7 separate regions of the Mus musculus genome follow, and all the other regions are linked to region 3. A link is a contact called in public Hi-C, HiChIP or PLAC-seq and promoter capture Hi-C data. All regions are on one chromosome and are shown on one strand. Each heading gives the region's core, a stretch centred on a gene start, on an enhancer-like site or on the middle of the called end of the contact. The rest is flanking DNA. Distances are from core to core; before and after follow the strand shown. Region 1 holds the start of Nkx2-5 (NK2 homeobox 5). Region 2 holds the start of Zbtb9 (zinc finger and BTB domain containing 9). Region 3 holds the start of Grm4 (glutamate receptor, metabotropic 4). Region 4 holds the start of Bnip1 (BCL2/adenovirus E1B interacting protein 1). Region 5 holds the start of Ergic1 (endoplasmic reticulum-golgi intermediate compartment (ERGIC) 1). Region 6 holds the start of Tcp11 (t-complex protein 11). Region 7 holds the start of 1810013A23Rik (RIKEN cDNA 1810013A23 gene).

What was found. Promoter capture Hi-C pulls out the DNA fragments that hold promoters and counts their contacts. Hi-C and Micro-C count contacts between places; a contact is called where the count stands out from the background. HiChIP or PLAC-seq counts read pairs in DNA pulled down with a chosen protein or histone mark.
Region 1: a contact with region 3 is called in a Hi-C map of embryonic stem cells, with 5 times the contacts expected there. The contact joins the promoter of Nkx2-5 here to the promoter of Grm4 in region 3. A contact is called at or near these places in 8 of 39 promoter capture datasets (the C10 cell line, embryonic stem cells, hippocampal neurons and 2 more), 15 of 484 Hi-C or Micro-C datasets (embryonic stem cells and stem cell-derived epiblast-like cells) and 4 of 115 datasets of contacts at active chromatin or transcription factors (embryonic forebrain and embryonic stem cells).
Region 2: a contact with region 3 is called in a promoter capture Hi-C map of hippocampal neurons, with 10 times the contacts expected there. The contact joins the promoter of Zbtb9 here to the promoter of Grm4 in region 3. A contact is called at or near these places in 11 of 39 promoter capture datasets (the 3T3-L1 cell line, 3T3-L1-derived adipocytes, the C10 cell line and 7 more), 1 of 15 datasets of contacts at CTCF or cohesin (pro-B cells), 3 of 484 Hi-C or Micro-C datasets (the G1E-ER4 cell line and cortical neurons), 10 of 115 datasets of contacts at active chromatin or transcription factors (SST interneurons, craniofacial prominence, embryonic basal ganglia and 6 more) and 2 of 9 other capture datasets (adipose tissue and embryonic stem cells).
Region 4: a promoter capture Hi-C map of stem cell-derived epiblast-like cells shows a contact between it and region 3, with 3 times the contacts expected there. The contact joins the promoter of Bnip1 here to the promoter of Grm4 in region 3. A contact is called at or near these places in 4 of 39 promoter capture datasets (the C10 cell line, hippocampal neurons, pre-B cells and 1 more) and 1 of 484 Hi-C or Micro-C datasets (cortical neurons).
Region 5: an H3K4me3 HiChIP or PLAC-seq map of embryonic forebrain shows a contact between it and region 3, with 6 times the contacts expected there. The contact joins the promoter of Ergic1 here to the promoter of Grm4 in region 3. A contact is called at or near these places in 1 of 39 promoter capture datasets (hippocampal neurons) and 2 of 115 datasets of contacts at active chromatin or transcription factors (the NIH/3T3 cell line and embryonic forebrain).
Region 6: a promoter capture Hi-C map of stem cell-derived epiblast-like cells shows a contact between it and region 3, with 3 times the contacts expected there. The contact joins the promoter of Tcp11 here to the promoter of Grm4 in region 3. A contact is called at or near these places in 3 of 39 promoter capture datasets (embryonic stem cells, hippocampal neurons and stem cell-derived epiblast-like cells), 1 of 484 Hi-C or Micro-C datasets (the N1E-115 cell line) and 1 of 115 datasets of contacts at active chromatin or transcription factors (embryonic stem cells).
Region 7: a contact with region 3 is called in a promoter capture Hi-C map of pre-B cells, with 2.5 times the contacts expected there. The contact joins the promoter of 1810013A23Rik here to the promoter of Grm4 in region 3. A contact is called at or near these places in 1 of 39 promoter capture datasets (pre-B cells) and 1 of 115 datasets of contacts at active chromatin or transcription factors (pancreatic cancer cells).

The regions. Positions count from the first base shown.
Region 1 is chr17:26,840,172-26,842,871 of GRCm38.p6, forward strand. Nkx2-5 (NK2 homeobox 5) reads right to left here and starts at 1,394. Exons shown (of 2, transcript NM_008700.2): 1 at 854-1,394. The coding sequence starts at 1,184.
Region 2 is chr17:26,971,832-26,974,531 of GRCm38.p6, forward strand. Zbtb9 (zinc finger and BTB domain containing 9) reads left to right here and starts at 1,348. Exons shown (of 2, transcript NM_001005916.2): 1 at 1,348-1,483; 2 at 1,725-2,700. The coding sequence starts at 1,792. Syngap1 (synaptic Ras GTPase activating protein 1 homolog (rat)) reads left to right here. Exons shown (of 19, transcript NM_001281491.2): 19 at 1-603.
Region 3 is chr17:27,512,120-27,514,819 of GRCm38.p6, forward strand. It overlaps Grm4 (glutamate receptor, metabotropic 4), which reads right to left and starts at 1,278. Exons shown (of 11, transcript NM_001291045.2): 1 at 673-1,278.
Region 4 is chr17:26,779,695-26,782,394 of GRCm38.p6, forward strand. Bnip1 (BCL2/adenovirus E1B interacting protein 1) reads left to right here and starts at 1,385. Exons shown (of 6, transcript NM_172149.5): 1 at 1,385-1,482. The coding sequence starts at 1,399.
Region 5 is chr17:26,560,199-26,562,898 of GRCm38.p6, forward strand. Ergic1 (endoplasmic reticulum-golgi intermediate compartment (ERGIC) 1) reads left to right here and starts at 1,314. Exons shown (of 10, transcript NM_026170.3): 1 at 1,314-1,434. The coding sequence starts at 1,415. It overlaps 1700049J03Rik (a long non-coding RNA gene), which reads right to left. Exons shown (of 4, transcript XR_001782188.2): 1 at 1,892-2,700.
Region 6 is chr17:28,079,257-28,081,956 of GRCm38.p6, forward strand. Tcp11 (t-complex protein 11) reads right to left here and starts at 1,383. Exons shown (of 10, transcript NM_001085555.1): 1 at 1,319-1,383; 2 at 903-1,049. The coding sequence starts at 1,023.
Region 7 is chr17:28,270,431-28,273,130 of GRCm38.p6, forward strand. It overlaps 1810013A23Rik (RIKEN cDNA 1810013A23 gene), which reads left to right and starts at 1,278. Exons shown (of 3, transcript NR_045427.1): 1 at 1,278-1,457; 2 at 1,771-1,814; 3 at 2,541-2,700. All of the region lies in intron 2 of Ppard (peroxisome proliferator activator receptor delta), which reads left to right.

The DNA.
Region 1 (2,700 bases), core at 144-2,643, 670 kb before region 3:
TCCCAGGGAAAACCTAGGAACGTCCTCTAACTCGCAGAAACCATTGGGCCTCTCTGGCTTTACTCAGCACAGGATCTGGGCCTGGGACTTCCCTGCTCCTTCTGTGAGCTGGCCAGGAGCCCCTCTCCCTACTCTGAGATATTTGGTATTCGGCCACCTTCGGAAGCCTGCTCTTCACTTCTCAGTGTCTTTATTCGTTCCGTATTTCCCAACAGTTCCCAGAAAGGAATTTCTGCCTGATCCTGCCTGGAGATTGTACTAGAAAAACAAAGCCAACCCCAGCTCCTGGGATCCGCAGCATCGCATCTCAAAATCACAACCCGGTCCCCAGACTCCTCTCTTTTGGCACAAAGGAGGCAAGGCCCAGAAAGGCAGGGTGGGCTACACAAGGCCCAGGATACACGGGGCTAAGCTTTCGGTTTAGCAGTTCTCAGTGTCTCAAAGTACCCCCAAATCTGGAAGAGATTTTAACTCTCCAGTACGAAGATTTGTTCTAACGCGGATTGTTAGATAGCTTAACTTTGTAACAGATCCAAGAACAAGGCCCTAACCTACTGGGGTTTTGTAGGCCGAAAACAACATTTTAATCTTCTCTCTCTCTCTCTCTCTCTCTCTCACTCTCACTCTCTCACTCTCTCCCTCTCTCTCTCTCCCTTCTTTTTTCCTGACCCTCTAAATTCGGCGTTCCCTCTAAACTTCGGACTGACTGCGGGACAGCCTGGAATCTTATACTCCAAACTCCCCGCGCCCAGCCTTCACCCCGGACTGAGCTACTGTCAGGCCTGGGTTTCTTGGCTCAGGGTTTTGGACATGAAAGCGATTCCAGAAGGGAAGAGCTTGAGGTTCTCCTTACCTTTTTTATCCGCCCGAGGGTCTTTGGCTGGGTCAGGGTCACCGTAGGCTCCCGGGTAAAATGTGGGGGCGGCTGGGAAAGCAGGAGAGCACTTGGGGGGCGAAGGCGCGGGGCCCATCTCCGCGCGCAGCTCTGCCAGGCCGGACGCTGCCGCCTCGGGGCCAGAGTAGGCCTCGGGCTTGAAGGCGGCCAGCATGCAGGAGGCAGGGGCCAGGGTGGCCTCGAGGCGCGCAGACAGGTCCCCAGACGCCAGGCTACGCTGCTGCTGCTCCAGGTTCAGGATGTCTTTGACTGAGAAAGGCGTGGGTGTGAGCGCAGGGCTGGGGAACATGGTGGCGACGCAGGTTTCACAGCGCCAGGTGGGTAGCAGAGAGTGGTGCTGCCCACCCCTGGGGACAGCCTCCCCGCATGGTGCCCGCCGCCCGCCCGCGCACCCGCCTCTCTGCCCTGGATGTGGCGCGCGGCAGCAGGTAGCGCGGAGCACCAGGGGCAGAAGAGGCGGGAGCAGGCTGGAGTAGGGGGGATTCAGCCTGCCATTGGGCCAGGGGCCTGGATGACAGGAGCGACGGGCAGTTCTGCGTCACCTAATATAGACATAGGGATGGGAAAAAAAAATCCTGCTCAGCTTTTTTTAAAGGGGCCGCGACACATTTGGGATAGTCTCCCACTCCTGCAAGGAGATTGCTCCTCGTTAGCCTGAAAATCCCAGCCAGACACACTCAAAGAAAATACCTGATTCTGTTATGCTGAGTCTAAACGCAGGGTTGGGGGTGGGTCGAGGATTTGAATAAATATTCTTTGCACTGTGTCCTGTATCACTAAATGGGCTGGTGAGGATGGATTGAAAGCCAGAAGAGGGGGGTTATTTTCAGGGATCAAGACTATGACTACAATATTGTTTACTGAAGTCTGCCTAAGAGTAGCCTGCATAGAAAGAGAATCACAGAGAAGACAGTTGTTCTGGGACGAACACTGAGTTTAACACATGAGTTTAAGAATTGGATTGGGGAGCGGTAGTTAATTTGACCTACAGGACCAAATTCAACCCAGGAACCCAGAGGGGCCCCAAGGGGTTCTGAGCTGAATGGAAAGGTGAAGTGGCTAATTGTGGGGTGGGAGTGGCCACCTGCTTCAGACTAAGCGGTGGGGCCAGGCACCTCTCCAGAGAGAAGGAAGCATTGTTGGGGAATTGACTCTTCCTGGAGGAGAGCTGCCTTCTGGGTTGTCTGCCTGGATTCTCCTGAAGCCCAAGCTGCTTCATTTTTCACCCTCCTAGGCCACCACAAAAGTCCCAGACCCTTTCTAGCCCGATCCTCCAGGGCCTTCCTGGGCTTCTACTCCACGGGGCAGAGGACAGATCAGGCAGGTGGAGGGACATTTTCAGTCCAGTGCTGCTTCTGTCTGAAAACTGTCAGGGTTTAAGGAACCCAGGTTCTGTACTAAGACAACTGTCTGGATCTAAGGAACACTTGGGCCCTCCCAGACCCAACAGAGTGGGACTTTTTCCTGCTGTAATCTCAAAAAGAGAAGGCACATCGATTCCAGGCAAAACCTCCCCCACCGAAGGTATATGGTAAGGCTAACCTCTGGGAGAGCTTGGGCTCACCACACCGATTTGCAAAGGGGATGTGCCCTTGAAAATTCATGTGGTGAGGGTCCATCACCTGTTTTCGGATATAAGGATTCCCAGAGTGAACAGATCTGTGAGTCAGAAGGCACACAGATATGAAGGACGAGTTGGCCACCAGAGGAGAGGCTTTTGGAATAGAAACGGAGTGTGAGTGTAGGGTCAAAGGTTAGCTAAACAAGTCACTCTTAAGTCATGAACCCAAAGTCCAGAGATCAAA
Region 2 (2,700 bases), core at 98-2,597, 540 kb before region 3:
CTGACTGCTGCCCCCTACCCAGCCTTGTCTCTTCACTCCTTGCGTTTGGTATTGAGAATTCTTCCCAGACTCCAGACTCGATCTTTCTTTTGTATGGACAGCTCTCCTTCGGTCTAACCCTCTACATACACCCACCCAGCCGGGGCCAAATTTATACTTATATAAAAGTTGTAAATATGTGAAATTTTATCCCATGCCCTTTCCTCTGCTTTCCCCATCAGGCCTTACCCTTGAACCTCCTCCCTCCTCTTTGGCTGTTGTAATTATCTGGGGTTTGTACTGTACATAATTGGGGAGGGGGGCTGGGAGGCGACCCCTCTGTACAGAGCTTCCTGGCTCCCTAGCCCCACCCCTCACTTCCCTCCCCACCCACCACCTTAAGAGTAGGGAGAAGATCTTCTTACTCTTTTTTTTTTTTTTTTTTTTTGCTGTTTGTTTACTCGTTCTCCTTCCTGCCCCTGCTCCCAGACTCTTGGTCCCCCACCACTGCCCCCCCTTTTCTCCCACTCCCAGGCCCATTTCCTTTTTTTTTTTTTCTTTTCTTTTCTGGAGTGTGTGGTGAAACAGAAAAATCATGTTTAATAAACGGAGATTGTTCTTTTATCACTGGGCTGACTTTTATTTATTTTTGGATTTTCAAGACAGAGAGTCTCCTTGTGTGGCTCTGGCTGGCCTGGAACTCTGTAGACCAGGGTGGCCTTGATTGAACTCAAGAGATCTGCCTGCCCCTGCCTCCAAAGTGCTGGGACTAAGTGCTGCCTCCCCCGGCGTTGGGCCGACTTTTTAGCCCGGGGTCTCCAGAACGACCTGAAGGGTGACAGGGACTACTTTTGGAAAGAACAGTCCTCTTACATTACACACTATACCACCCAGTCAGGAGAACAATATATACCGCAGGGTCTTCCTGGTGAAACTCACACTCCCGCTCTCTCTCCGCCGCAGCACTGGACTCGCTTTAGCGCCCCAAAGACTCCAAGTGCAGGGTCTGTGCAAGACCCTCTTGACTTAGGGCTTAATTGTGAGGACGCTCCTCTGCGAAATGGAGGAAAGGACCCAGGTCCTCAGCAAGCGTGCGCTCCAGACTTCAGACCCGGTTGTCCCGCGTGCACGCGGAGGGCAGCAGCACCTACCTCGCGCGGCGGGACGAGGGAAGCAAGCCTTACTGCGGAGCCCGTGGCTCCCCTCACTGCTACTCCAGAACTGAGGGAACCGCCTTCCACTTCCGCCGCCCTCCCCAAGCCCCGGCCCTCCGTCCGCACAGCCAATGAGGAGACGGCTTGTAGGCTGCCGCTCTCCCATTGGCTGCAGAACTGGTCCCGCCCTCCGTGCCTGGCCGCATTGGCGTCCGGCGGAACTGCGGTAGCTTCCGGCCGGCCAGGCGCACTGGCGGTTGAGGTGCTCCGACGCGGTCGCGCGTGCGGTGGGGGCGTGTCGGTGGGACGTCGCGGGGCCGGAGCTCACTGAGCCGGCCGGAGCGAGCACGGTGAGGAGGGGCGAGCGGTGGCGGAGGGCGACCGGAGCCGGCGAGGTGGGGCGCCATCCCTTCCCTCCTTAGCTTCCGCTGGGCCTGGAGGTGTAAACCCTGGTGTTTTGTTGGGTTTCCTGGTGGGCGGAACTAATATACAGAAGCTTGTCACCGAAGAGTTTTCAAGGGTCGGTGGCGAGCGGCTTGAGACAGGTCTCATACCCCGAACTTGTGTGACCCCAGTCTCTTTCCTCCGCAGCCTTCACCCCGTATAGAACCCTGCACTGCCCGACTCCCCGGGATTTATTTCTCTTCCCGAGGTAGCCATGGATGCTTCGACTCCTTTGCCTCCCGCATCCTCATCTCCGAGATGCAACCCAGCCCCACAGACAATCCACATTGAGTTCCCTCATCATAGCTCTTCGCTGCTGGAATCCCTGAACCGCCACAGGCTGGAGGGAAAGTTCTGTGATGTGTCCCTCCTGGTTCAGGGCAGGGAACTTAGGGCTCACAAAGCAGTGTTGGCTGCTGCCTCTCCTTACTTCCATGACAAGCTGCTTTTGGGGGATGCGCCCCGACTGACTTTACCGAATGTCATCGAGGCCGATGCGTTCGAGGGACTGCTTCAGCTCATTTATTCAGGAAGCCTCCACCTGCCGCTGGATGCCCTCCCTGCCCATCTCCTTGTAGCCAGCGGCCTTCAGATGTGGCAAGTGGTAGATCGGTGCTCAGAGATTCTTCGAGAACTAGAAACGTCTGGTGGGATTTCAGCCGGTGGAAGAGCCTCCAGCCTCACACTTATTTCCACAACATCTTCAGGAGGCTGGTGCATTCGCTCTTCCCCTTTCCAGAACCCAGTACGCTCCTCTGCTTCTACAGAGAATTCTGTTCTCCCTGAGAGCCCCGCTGGAGGGGAGGGGAGTGAACTAGAAGGAATGTTACAGATTCAGGTGAAAGTAGAGGAGGAAGAGGAGCAGGGGTCAGCAGCTCCACTCTTTCAGACTCCTCAGCCGGAGAGAGTGTCGGGAGGGGTTTCCCAAGCTTGTGGATCCCACCCATTGCCTACACCTGCTCTTCCCAGCAAGCCTTCAGAGGATGAGAGCTCAACAGTAGATCCTCCTGCCCCTCCTGTACAAGCTTCCCAAATCTTATATGTGAATCAGGAAAACGTTGAGTGTAAGGAGGAGATAGCAAGAGGCACAAAGGAAAAGACCAAAGTACTATCTGGAGAGGAC
Region 3 (2,700 bases), core at 28-2,527:
TCGGGGAAGCGACCCTGGAGCAGGGACCTCCCCCGCCACACGCGCGCTCACACAGAGCCCTTAGAGACGCTCGGTTCACCAGGGTTTCAGAGAGGGTTCGGTCCCAAGTGTCCAGAGAAAGCCTGACCTCAGGTCCCGGGGCTGCGGAGAGACCCCAGACCTGCAGCGCCACCGCAAACCACGGCGGCGGCTGCAGGCGGGAGGCGCTTCGGCTCCAGCCAGTGGCGAAGGTGGTGCCGGGGCTGGATGCGGTTCTCAGAGCAGGGAGCCTCAACACGGGGCTGGCGCTGCCCTCTGGCCGAGGACCACGGCGCAAAGGCGCACACCGCGCCCCGCGCCCCCACAGCCTAGCCTCTCCGCAGAGGGGACGCGCGGCTGTCACCGTCCCCATCGGGACCAACTCCACCTGTCATCAGTGCAGCCCCGTCACAGCCCCCATCCCACTTTCCCCCAGACCCGCAGACAACACTGCCCCATCCCTGAGGGGGCAGCGGAGGGGCGGCCCCAGCCCGGAGGGAAGCCCCTGTCCCTGGGTCCTGCGCCCTCCTCCTGGAACTAGGGAGAGCTCGCAGAGGCCACCTCCTCAAACGCCGGGGTCCCCGCCGCAGCCCGCGCTCCCGGAGGCCGGAGGGCATCGTCCCCTCCGCCCGTGCCCCTCGGGCCACAACTCACCGCGCATCGGCGAGGTGAACGCCACGGCTAGGGGTCGGCTGCGCCCGGGAAGTGCAGGGAGGCGGCGGCCAGCTCTTAGCTGCTCGCGGTGCCGGGAGCCCGGGCCGCGGCGGGTGGCGCTGACGCTGCGGACCAAACCGGGCGCCGAGCCGCCGGCGGTCCCGGGCGCGGCGGGGAGGAGCTGGCGGCCGCTTTGGCCGGAGCCTCGGAGCAACGAGCGGTGGCGCTCGGCTGCTGCTCCCGGGAAGCTGGAGCTGGGAGCGGCCGCCACGGTGCCCGTGCTGCTGCTGCTGCCGCTGCCGCCGCCGCCGCCGCCGCGGAGCCCGAGAGCGCGGGCGAGGCGGTGCGGGGCGCTGCGTGCGCCGAGGATCGGGGCTGGGGAGCGAGCGCAGCCGGCCGGGGTGCGGGCACCTGACGGCGGCGGCGGCGGCGAGGAGAAAATGGGAGCGTGCGAGCCTAGCACAGGGAGCCGAGCGGCGCGGGAGGGGCGCGAGCGCCGGGAGCGCGGGCCGAGGGCCGAGGGGGCCGCACGGCTCCCGGCGCCCACCGCCCTGCCGCACCGCACGCGCGAGCCCAGCCCGCAAGTTTGCGCCGCGAGTGCGGGGCGAGCGCACCACGCTTCCGCCGGCCTTTTAAAGAGCGAGAGCCCGGGTCCACCCCCACACACCCGCACCTCCACCTCCGGAAGCTGGGACTCGCCACCCCTCCACGCCCTCCCCGCCGGCGGCTCCCGCTCCCTCCGCACCCGGTTGTCGCCCGCTCCCGGAAGCCTCCCCTCTTACACTCCTCCTACCCACCCCCCAATCAGCCCCGTGAGCGCGCCATCTCACTACCCGGGCACCCCAAAGACGCGGCGAAGATCCCTCCTCACCCACACAAGTCGAGGGTCAGGGAACCCAGTTTCCCGTCGCACACCCTGCAAAGTACAGCAGAGCCTAGGGACCCTTAGGGGCGAGCCGTACCCACTCGGTGCGTCACTGGAACCCCCCACCCGCGGGGCCGCTTCTCATAGCCGCGCACACACGTGGCGTGTGCCCCCCTGCGGCATGCTCATTTGCACATTTCTGTCATAGCATGCCAAGGAAGGAAACTGAGGCCCAGAGACGTCAATCCACCTGCCCAGGTCTCACGATCTGTGGAGAGGAGCGCTTTTACCCTGAAGCACTAACACCCCAGAGCCCCCAAAATAGGGGAGCAATTTACACACACACACACCCGATCCACTGAACACGGTGTAACAGGTGGCCTGAACTAGCCCCAAGAAGAGTTCCTCAGCTCAAGAGGTTGGCAGCTCGCTGCCCCCTTCCCCTCGCGTGGGCTTTGATGATCCCGGAAGGGTGCCTTCGAGGCAGGCCTAGAGGAAGGCAGGGACAGACCACGCAATCCTTGAAGAGCTGCAAACAGGCCCAGACTGCAGAAGTGGCTTCCCCGGGAGCCCCAAGAAGTGGCGAGCCTCATCCTGGGTGCTACCGTGCTGGGGAGCCAGGGGAGTGGGTGGCTGCTAACAGCTGGAGAGGGGGCCAGGGCGCAGAGTGCCACCTGGTGTTCACTGTGCCCAGGCCTGAGACACTCCGCCATCCTGACTGCTAGACCCCCTGATTTCCAAAGAACCTAGAGGAATGCTTGGGAGAGTCCAGGACTAGCAAGGCCCGAGCTATCTCTGTCTGCTTCTCTCCCTGATCCCCTACCAATGCAGGCCTCCATCGCCAGCTCTCCAGACCATGAAGGCCAGCGCGGTGACTGTTCACCACCGTTCATGCAGTGCCTGGCCCCGGGCCTGGACCCCATTGAGCTTAGGAGTGTTTGGTGTATGAATAACTGTTGTCAAACTGTGTACTCTTGTTGTTGTCACATGGAATGACCCAAATACATGTCTCCTTTACCAAGTCGGCCCGCGGTTTCTGAGAGAAGTGTGCAGATTGTTCGTTCATCTATGCTTTGTCGTGTGTAACTGACACCACTCACAGCGACAGGGCCATCTCCACGTCCCTGGGTCCTCATCCAGCCCCTGGGTCCTCCTACAAAGCC
Region 4 (2,700 bases), core at 135-2,634, 730 kb before region 3:
GCCTCTACCCCTTGAGTGCTGGGATAAAGTCATATGCTACCACACCCAGATAAAAAGGATATAGGAAAGCTTGTGTGGAGCTAAAATGCATGTCTAGTAGCTGCGGTGTTAATCAGTGCCTGTAATTCCAGCAGTTCTAGGTCATCCTTGGCTACATAGGTAGCTGGGAACCAGCTTGGGCTCTGTGAGACCCTGCCTCAGAAAAGCAAAGAAAATACTTAGGGCCTTTCACCTGTCCCGTGTGTTCTGTCATCGTCCTCCACCCCCTCTTCCTTCCACTTCTATAGCCTAACAAATCAAGTGCAGCTGCTGGGCAGAAGCATTTCATAGAAAATGGCCGCACGTAGGGAAGTAACTCCCAGAGTGTTTCTTAACAGTACATGTATAGCAACTAGTGAGCACTGAGTTCAATGCTACATTATCAACACCTCATTCCATCCTCTAGGTGACCTAACTTAGGAGTGATGCTACTGAGGAAACTGATTACAAGCCTGGAATCCAGGCCTTTGATACTTGCAGCCAGCTACTGAGCACCTTTTAGGAAGTGGGTGGTACAGGGTGCTTTGGGACAGGTAGGCGTGGAGACTGGGGGCTGTGTGTGCAGTTTGAGAAAAACATTTTAAAAAGAGGGAACCCATATCCAAGACGACAGAGCCTGGAGAATCCCGGAGGGTGGGGGAAAAGTGTCCAGTGGTGTTGAGGGCTTAAGAAATAATAATTTTAAAAAACACTACCCTTCTTTGAGGTTTGCACTGACATTGTTTCTATCACACCACACAGTCAGAACTACTCCTATGAGATACTTGGAATCCAATTCTACACAAAGGGCAGGACCAGAGCCATAGAAATGTGTAAGGACAACAATGCAGGATCATGGTTGTACTAATGGAGGTGCCCCAGTGACCTGTATTTAAGTCTGCACCTTTACAAGTTTTGTGTCTTCCTCCATAATGCATACCTACTGTATACATTTTGCTTTAAATTTTAAAGAAAAAAAATGTAACTTTGGTGACATCCGAATTGATCCTTTTTTTTTTTCCATCCAAAAGGTCACTAGAATAGCGGGTTGTTGTTGTATCTCTAGTACTGGGAACAAACCTGAAGGCCATGTGGCATGCCAGCCTATCATCACCTGAGTTGTATTTTCCCCTCCCCCCCACCCCAACTCTAATGGTTCTTCATAATCACATTCCACTTTTCCGTTTAGTAGGAGCAGACCAGAGAAGCTGTGCGTGTTCTACGTGACAAGAAAAGTTTCAGGTCTGGACTCTTGACCTGGTTTGATCCACACGGGGTCTCCCGCAGCATCACATTTGAAGAAGTACGGAAAGGCGGGCAGGAGCCACGTGAACGCGTTCAAGCTTGGCTGCTGCCGCTCGCCGTAGCCGCATTTCCAACATGGCGGCTCCCCAGGATGTCCACGTCCGGATCTGTAACCAAGAGATTGTCAAATTCGACCTAGAGGTGAAGGCGCTTATCCAGGTACAAATTCTTAGGCTCCTGTCCGGCTCTCGATGGCCGCCTTGACATCTTCCAGAATATTCGCGCCTGGTCCGGTTCCAGGATGGCTCCTAAGGCACCATTCGGTCGGTTCCCCGAGATCACTGACCTTCAGGCTTTTCTTTTGTGAACTGTTGGTTTGCCCACCCCTGAGTTACCCTAACACGCCGCTCCCTTTCCTTGGACTGCAGCCGTGCTGGGCTAGCCCGCCCACCCGCATTCTCGGCTGTAGCCCCGCCCCACCCCTCGCCCTGCTCGCCTCCCACGCCCACTTCCCTAAGTTAGGGACCCTGAGGCACCCAAAGCCACCTGGCCCGACAGTCCCTGCCCGAAGCTAACTAAGTTAACCTGGGACGTGGTTGTAATTTTTTGAACAAAGAATTCAAATATTGTGCAAGATCCTGGGTCAGAAGGCAGGCAGTGCCAGTATTAGGACCTGGATGGGGAAAGCCAGCCTAGGAAAATCATTTTAGAGCTTCCCTACCCGGAAACAGACTGGAAAATGAGGCGCTTATCTGGAAGCAGGTCTTAAGTAGGAGACAGTAGTGCAGGAACACAAGCAAGAACAGGGAATGTAGAAATGGCTCCAGAGTTTGGCAAAAAGAACCCAACCGGCTCAGAATACAAGCTGTGACAGCAAATAAGGAAAGGGTAGGGGTGTGACTCCGCTGGTGAGGACTTTGCCCAGCACTGGGTTCGCCATCCCCAGTGCTGCATAAATGGGCTGTGCCTAGCTGTTGGGGTAAGCTTGGCTTTACTAGCCCCTATAAAAAGGAGCATGGAGAGTAGTGCTCTCTGGTAAGCCAGATGTACACTCTGCCACATTAGCAGTTTATCCTGTGCTGTGAGGAAGTGTTGATTTTGTGAGTAAGCTAGAGAACAGGTAAAGAAACGCCGCAAACTTTACTCCTGAGATGTGCAAACAAAAAAAATGGGCCAATTCTAGAAAAATAAACAAGATTTATACAAGTGAGATTACCAGAGGCTGGGGGTAAATTTAGCTCAGAGTAGAGTTAAAGTTTAGCCATGTGCAAGGCTCTAGTTTCAGTCCTCAGAATGCACATGTAAATACATATACATACATAACACAGAGTTGCTAGGGTAGTGGCTCTAGCACTTGGGAGGCATAAGCAGGACCATCATGCATTTGAGGCCAGCCTGTACTACATAGAGTCTTCAAAAAAACAAAACAAAAAAACC
Region 5 (2,700 bases), core at 64-2,563, 950 kb before region 3:
CAAGGTAAGAACCATGAAGCAGGGCCGGGCGTGGTGGCGCACGCCTTTAATCCCAGCAGAGGGAGGTGGATTTCTGAGTTCGAGGCCAGCCTGGTCTACAAAGTGAGTTCCAGGACAACCAGAGCTATACAGAGAAACCCTGTCTCAAAAAAACCAAACAAAAAAAAAAAAAAAAAAAAAAAAAAAAAAAAAAAAAAAAAAAAAAGAACCATGAAGCAGAAACTGAAGCAGAGACCTGTGGAGGATGGAAGGCTGCTAATGGGCTCCACTGCTCATATGCAGTAGCTTTCTGATCCCAGGATCCCATCCTAGGAATGTTGCTACCCATAGAGGGCTGGGCCTTCCTACATCATTACTTAGGAACTAAGAAAACTTTACACACATACAAGCCCTTAGGCTAATGTAGTGGAGCCATTTCTTCAATCTCTTCCAGGTATGTCAGATTGACAACTAAGACCAGCCAATCACAAAAAGTTTAGAGTTCAGCTGCCTCCTCCTCTAGCCCAGCAAGTTGAGGGAGGTTTTCCTCTGTACTTCTGTGTTTCTGAGAATGGAGGCTCCTAGGGGCAATCAGCGGTATGTTACCATTTCTAACCGTGCAAACTCAGAGCCTCTGGATAACCCTGCAAGTTCCTGACTTCAGGTTGGTAGATGCTCAACGAGTACTGGTTGGCATCAATCCCGAAGAAAGATGATAGAAGTGGCTAGCTAAGCCCAACTCTAACAGGTGGAGAAGCTGTCACTAGATGCCAGGCTGTTCACTAAAGCAGGGCCCCAACTACCTCCTTTGATACCTATGAAAAGTTGAAAAGTGGGATTAACAGTTATACAGATAGAGAAAGGGGTGGTGGTGGATCTCGGGAGCCAGATGGCTTTTCCTAAGAAGCAAGGGATGGGTGGGAGGTGGGTGGACTTTCTCAATCTAGGACTGCGTTGCCCATCCCCCAGTTTTAACCTTCACCCAGAACTAGCACCAAGCATGGACCCGCAATTTGTAGCATTTTTCTCTGATCTTCACAACGCAATGGCTTTGTTTTACAAGCACAAAACCCACTGCCTGAGGCAGAGCGATTTGTCCTGAGGCCCCACTTACGCTAGGAAAAAAGATCAGAGGCCAAAAAGAACCAAAGCGGGAGTCTTGGAGACCTGGGCTTGGGTAGCATCCCACTCTCGGGCCTTCCCATTCAGCGGGCCCTCGGGCCCCTTTAATGGGGCGGCGGAAGGGGCGGCCGGTGGATGTGGCGGCGCCCAATGGGCTGCGTGGAGCGTCACTTCCCGGCGGCGGGAGGCGAGTGGCGAGTGTCGGGCAGGCTGGCGGGGGCGGGGCGGCCGAGGAGGCGTTGGCAGCGGGCTCGGACCCACGCGGCGCTGCGGCCCGCCTGGCCTGCAACGCTCCCACCGGCTCGGCGGCACGATGCCCTTTGACTTCAGGAGGTGAGTGAGGCCCCGGGCCCGAGGCCCTCTGCAGCCGGCGACGACCACCCCCCACCCCCCGTTACGTGCAAATGCGACCCTGGTGCACTGTGCACGCCTCGGCAGGCCCTAGGGGACCGCGGCCTTCCTCGGGGTTCGAGCCCTACCCCCACCCCTCGTGCAGCCCTGGCAAGCCCTCGCACTCTGTTTTCCACGGCGCGGTGTCCCCAGCTTGCCCCTGACATCTTTCATTCCCCTCCCCCAACCTGGGAACCAAATCTCCTCCCAAATCCCAAATAAAAGGAGCTCAGGCATCCTCAGGCTTTCTCCCCAGTCTTCCCTAGTGGACCCTGTCCTGGCTGACAGGTGGGGCCGCGCGCCTGGCTTTGCCCGGTGGGATCTGAGGGCTGCAGCCCCATTCAATCTGGCAGCAGTTGGAGAAGCTTAGTTCTTCAGAGCCTGAGAATCCTCTACCTACCAGATGTGGAGGCCTGTTCCCGCAAGCCATGGGGACAGTGCGGGAAGAGGAGGATGCTGGGATCTCGAGGTTCTGCAGAAGGTTCTTTGCCTCCTGGAACACCATTGTATAGGGCCAGGCCTTCTGGAAGCCTGCATGGGAAGGGCCTCCCCACCAGACATTCCCTTGACATAAGACGCTCTGAGATGCTCTGGGCTGTTGGGATACTTTGGAGCAAAAGGATTAGAAGCCTGGCTGTACCTCTCTACCCAGCTGCTTAGTAGATTCTCAATGTTAGAAGCAAAGGCTTAGGGTGCAGCCCCTCACCGCTCAGCTGGCTAACCCCAGCAGGTGTCTGGGCATGCTCAAAATATTGGTTTCACCTCTTGCAAATTGGTACTAAAAATAAGGTCACCACCTGAAAGACAGGGATTGTAAGGCACCCCTGACCCAGTCTCCATCACATGGAACTCAGAAGTAGGGCATCTGTGACTGAGGAGATCTGTGAGCGCTCCCCACAGCCAGAGAACGGGTATTCCTCCATTGGTCACAGTTTCCCCTCATCCTCCCCCTCTTACTGATGTGTATAGAGGCAGAACAGAGTGACAACCAATCTAAAAACGGCCCAAGATTCGGATCATGTGGTGGCATATGGGCAACCTGGGGTCAGGGCCCAGAGAGGACATTGGTTTCAGACCTCTTAACCAGCCAAAGTGGTTTTTAGCTCACTCTGGGCACTGGTACTATCTGGCAAACCAGCTTCCTGCTTGCTTGAGGTAGCCCCGGGGTCCATACCTGGGCTTAGACAAAAGCATACAGACCATGGTAGC
Region 6 (2,700 bases), core at 133-2,632, 570 kb after region 3:
TCTTCCCAGCATCTGTGCAGTCCTTCATTATCCCAGCCGAAATGGCTGGCATGACACAATCAGATCCGTAAACAAATCCGAGGTGAAAGGAAACCTTCAAAGCTACAGCCACTCCTCAAGAAACTCTCCAACTGCAAGAAGCAGCCAGTTCCGCCCAGAGCACTCCGGAACAAGGAGGGCTTAAAGAGTAGAGATTTAAGTGTGGCTACAATTCTTAAAAATTCAGATTGCCCCCCTAAAAAAAGAAAACTGCAACACAACAAAGCCAACGTGTTATACACAGTTCCAAATTTTTACAAAAGGAATTTGATTGTATACTCAGGAGTCACTGTACCTATGGATGCAACAGCCATTGTAAGAACTGTTTCCAAACCAGCAGCACCAGCACGCCCTGACCTTGAACCCCACAGGCCAGGTTCCTATTTGGATACACAACCCCAGCCCGAACCCAACCCACCCCACCCCACCCCTCCGGGTACACCTGGATCTTGTCTCAAGTCACAGCGTTAAGCAGCAGCGACCCCGCGTGGCCACAGAGGAGAGACTAACTGTCCAGCGTCACAGGAAATCCATGGCAACGCTTGTGCGGGAGCATTTGAAACGAGGGGGAGGGAGGTCCGGACCTGCAGTCCCCGCACTTGGGGGACCCTGCCTCAAGCAGATACCTAGCCTGTGCGAGCTCGGGGTCCCGCCGAGGTGGCCCTTTCCCGGGGATGGCGGAAGCGGTGCCCCACGCGTGACCGAGGGGAGCTTCGCTCGGGCGGAGGGCTGGGGACACCGGGAGGTCGGGCCAGTCCGCAGTCCTCCGTGGCCCACGGGACCTCGTGGCGCCGTCTTTACCCCGCGCCCCTGCGCGGACCCTGGGGTGAGGGCGGCCGTGCTCGGGCGACGGTTGAACCTACACGATCGGTGCCCCTGGGCGCTGCTCGCGCTCTCCCGGGTGTTTCCCCCGCGGGATTCACGGGAGGCGCTCTCTGCCGCGCCGGGCTCCTTCCGGGCCGCCCTCTCTTTCACGTCTGGCATCCTGGTGATGGTGGTGGTGGTGGTATCTGTGTGGTGACAAATGTTGGGGGCTCGTCAGGGCCAGGGGGGACCAGAGCTGGCGCAGGAAGAAACTGAGGCCGCAGCCCCGACGGACGCCCCTCCCCTTACCCCTCTCCATCCCTCACCACCCCTTGTCTCTCCCTCTCAGTATGCCTCTTCCCCTCACCTCCTCTTCCCCTCTCCCTTCCCCTCTTTCATCCCTTCCCCTCCGTGGCTCACCTCCGCCCTCCCCCTCCACTTTCTCCCTCCCCTTCCCTCTCTCCACTCAGCTCACTTCCTTCTCTGCCGGCCCGCCCGCTCTGGCTGGCTGGGCGGCACGGGGTGCGGGTGGGCTAAACCACTTGGGGGGATGAGGCAGGGGCGGCGTGGCTGGGTGGAGCCACTGAGCCCCACGTCGATGCTGTCACACACTCCACATCCCCACCCTGCGAACTGAGCAGGAGTGGGAACGCCCGGTGTTGCCAAACAAACAGCTTAGGTGTCCTGGCAACGAGGCGCGAGGCGCGTGGCAGCCCTCCCCACCAGCATCGCGACCCGCCACCGACCATCTGCCGCCACCTTGGGTGAGACCGAGACTGGGGCAGGACGGTCATCCCTATTGATTCCAAGTGTCAGGATCTGGGGCTTAGGGGTAGCCTGCAGAGCATGCACAGGGGTGCTAGCCTCGAACTGCTGACCCTACAGCCTCTGCCTGAGTGCTGGGGTCACCCGTGTGAGCCACCACCAAGGGTTCATGTAGTGCTGGGCATGGAAGGGACCTCATAGGCTGAGCTCCATTTCCAGATTCTTAAAAAAAATGGAGGGTGAGGCCTGGAGAGATGGCTCAGCTGTTAGGACCACTGGCTTTCTTCCAGAGGACCAGGGTTCGATTCCCAGCACCAACATGATGGATCTCGGCCATCTGCCACTCCAGTTCCTCGGGATCATACTTCCTATATTTACATATATTTACATACACGCAGGCAAAATACCCATACATATAAAATTGTCTTGTTTTACATATAACATTCTCTTGTGTTTTTTGCTTTTTTCCCAAGACAAAGAAAGTTTCTCTATGCTGCCCCAGCAGTCAGGGAACTCTTCTGTAGACCAGGCTGGCCTCAAACTCAGATCTTCCTGCCTCTGCAGGGATTAAAGTCTTTTAAATACCCACGCCTTGGGTTTGGGGAGAGAACATGGAGAGGGTGTTTTTCCCTCATATTCTTTCTGGCCTCTTAATTACTCTGACTTGAAGTCATCATAAAACCTATGCAAATGCATCCCATCCATGCAGTACCCCAGGCGTTCAGAAGAGGGCGTGCGATCCCCCGGAAATGGCTGTACCGCCTGATGCCGCTGCTTTGCTTGCCAATCCCTGACTTTGGAAAACCTGAAAGTAACGGTGCAGGCCTGTCACCCTAGCTACTGGGGAGACTGAGGCAAGAGGACAGACTGGCCAAGGCCTGCTTGGACTACACAGTTCCAGGACAGACGAAGCAACTAAAGTTTAAAGACAAAACAAAGCCAGATAATGGGTGCAACTTAGTAACAAAATGCCGGCCATGTTTGAGGGCCCAGGTTCAGTTCCAATACTGCAAGGTAGGATTTACTGAAAAGAATTTAAGGTTGTAGCTTGGTTGGTATCCCTGGGTTCAATTCTCACCGACCACCTAAACT
Region 7 (2,700 bases), core at 28-2,527, 760 kb after region 3:
CCTGGGTCAGTGTGTTTACACATGCTCAGCACCCACGCCGGGCCAGGAAGTGACTCTACCTGAGGAGGACTCTGGCTGCTGTGCGTGCGTGCCTGCGGGAGCCTGCCCCTGGAGCCACATAAGAAAGGGCCTAAAGGACTGCAGGTTCCCAGCAGTCCCTGGCTGTCAGGATTTGGGAACAAGGAACAGAAATTTCCAGAAACCCTTCAATTTATAAATTATTCTGTGTCTTTCACACAGAATTTTAAAGGAATGTTTTCACTTTATGAATTTTAAAAGAAAAAAAACTGACTTTTCCTGCTTCCTTCATTTTTTGATGCCTGAGACAAAGGAGGGTCTCAGGCTCCAGATCTTCCCATATCTCTGTGCTGATAATGGCGTTTCAGGCACGGGGCCCCACACGCTCGTTTTAATTTAATTTTCTGATATGAAGTGTGAAGGCCTAAGTTCCATTTCCAGAGCCTGCACTAAAAGCTTGGCTGTGCACCTGCGAGCGCAGCACGGGGAGGTGGAGAGAGATGGGTCTCTGGGGCATACCGGCCAGCCTAGCCTGCTCACCAGCCTCCAGACCTGTGAGAAACCTTGTCTCAGAGGCGGGAGGTTGCTTTCCCTAGGAGGCCTGCCACCTGCAGGTTCAGGAAAGATCGTGGGTTCCCAGCCAGCCAGGACTATAGAATGGAAATCCCATTGTATAGAAGGCACCTAAAGGCCATGCCTTTAGTACCAGCAGAGGCCTGGAAGGACTGACCTCTGCGTGTGCGAGCCACTGGCGACCATCACTCCCATGTCATGAGTAATGGCAGTTAAGAAACGTTTTTTTTGTGAGCCGGGTGTGGTAGTGCACGCCTTTAATCCCAGCACTTGGGAGGCAGAGGCAGGCGGATTTCTGAGTTTGAGGCCAGCCTGGTCTACAAAGTGAGCTCCAGGACAGCCAGGACTACACAGAGAAACCCTGTCTCAAAAAACCAAAAAAAAAAAAAAAAAAAAAAAAAGAAAGAAGCGTTTTGTGATGAACCTTCAGAACCAGTATTCCTGGGTTTGGGACCACTCAACCCTGCTGCCTCTTCGCATGACTGTAACAGCACTTCCGGACCCGAGGCTGCGTGAGATTGAGCTCCCAGGCCAGGCCACTCTGCTCATGAGCCAAGCTTACTTGTGTTTGGGGACAGTCTTGCCTTGTCCCTGTGCCAGTCCTACCTCTGATGTGGTTGGCCAGCACTAAGGTCACTCCAGTACAGGGCTCCCAGGACACCACACCCTGTGTTTCCCAGCGCCCTGTGCACCTGGCAGTCTCAGGTAGAAAGCAGGCCCTCCGCTGGGCTAGCTGCAGGCCCCCTGCCTGCTCTCAGCCTCTTTTAGAGGGAAGGCTGTGTCCAAGGTATCCTGCAGGCACCCTTCCAACCCCCACCTACTCCCTCGGGGACGTGCAGGCTGTAAGGAGCAGACTGTGAGCCATGGTAAGGTCAGTGCCTAGGGTTCCCAAGCTGGCCTGTGAATCCCAGGTAGATAAGGAAGGCCCTGCCTCGATCTGGACTCCTGGGGAAGAGAGAAGCAGGAAGCTTCAGTGGGGAAAGGTGCGGAAGGCCTTGCCAAGCAGGTTATGGTGGGTGGGGAGCTACCACCTGCTGTAGCCCCAGGATTTGGGTGGAGACTGTGGTAGAGGCCTCCAGAAAAGAGGGCTGGGCAGCTGAGTGCCGAGTGGCCCGGGACTGGCTGAGTGGCCTCTGCTGCGGCGGCCCACAGCCAGCCCACAGACCTGTCTCTATCCAGTTTGCAGCATCCGCATCCTCAAGGAAGCCGCTCCTGAGCCCTGGGTGAGTAGAGAGGACTCTGTCCCTAGCACTCCTCGGTGTCCTCCAGAGCATTTATTGTTGAGAAGTCGGTGGCTAGGGCTGAATCAGTTTGTTGTCTTTCCTGTCTGGGCCACCTTGTCCTCTGCCTATTGCCACAGCACCAAGACAGTCAGCTCTCTGGGCGTTCCGAGTGCCTGTTCTGTGCTGTCCTCCCTCTTCGGCCTCCCGGGAAGCTCATGAGTTGGAGGCCAAGGCCGGAGAGTCCTGGCAAGGAACAGGTTGCTCTGTGCAGGCTGGGGAAAGTGCTGGGATGTCTTCCCCTGGCTCATGGCCACCTCAGAGCCTGCATTTCAGCACTCCTGAATGAACCAGTGTTTACAGGTTGTCCCTGTCACCAGTGTAACATCTGGTGCACAGAGGCATGTGTCCTCGGCATTCTGTGTCGAGCCGGTTCCTTGCTTGTGAGGTGAAGGAGCCCAGTGTGACCTGAGTGTGTGAGGTGTACTGTCCTGTTAATGTGGTGTGCAGGTGTCACCCCTGTAGCCTGCTTCCGGCGTTATTTCTCTGTCACATCCGCAGACCCCCTCCTGAGTGAGCGTGCAGGCTGCCAAGGGAATCTGGGGGATCCTAGCGGGTAGATCTGTGGAGGGCATGGTTGGGCTCCCATCTCTAGAGTGCTCTACTAGGGCAGGGAGAGCCCATCTGCTCCGCTGCCTCTCCACTCAACCGCTTTGTCCCTTTTCTCAGGGACCAGGAAAGCCTTGGGGACTTCCTGCTTTCCAGAGCTGAGTGAAGCAGCCCTTATCTGGAACTCGAAAGCCCCAGGAGGTGTGTGCTCAGAAGCAAACAGAGGCTGACCTGAGGCTTCCTTACGTCAGCACCCTCCTCAACTGCTCCTGGGAGCTTA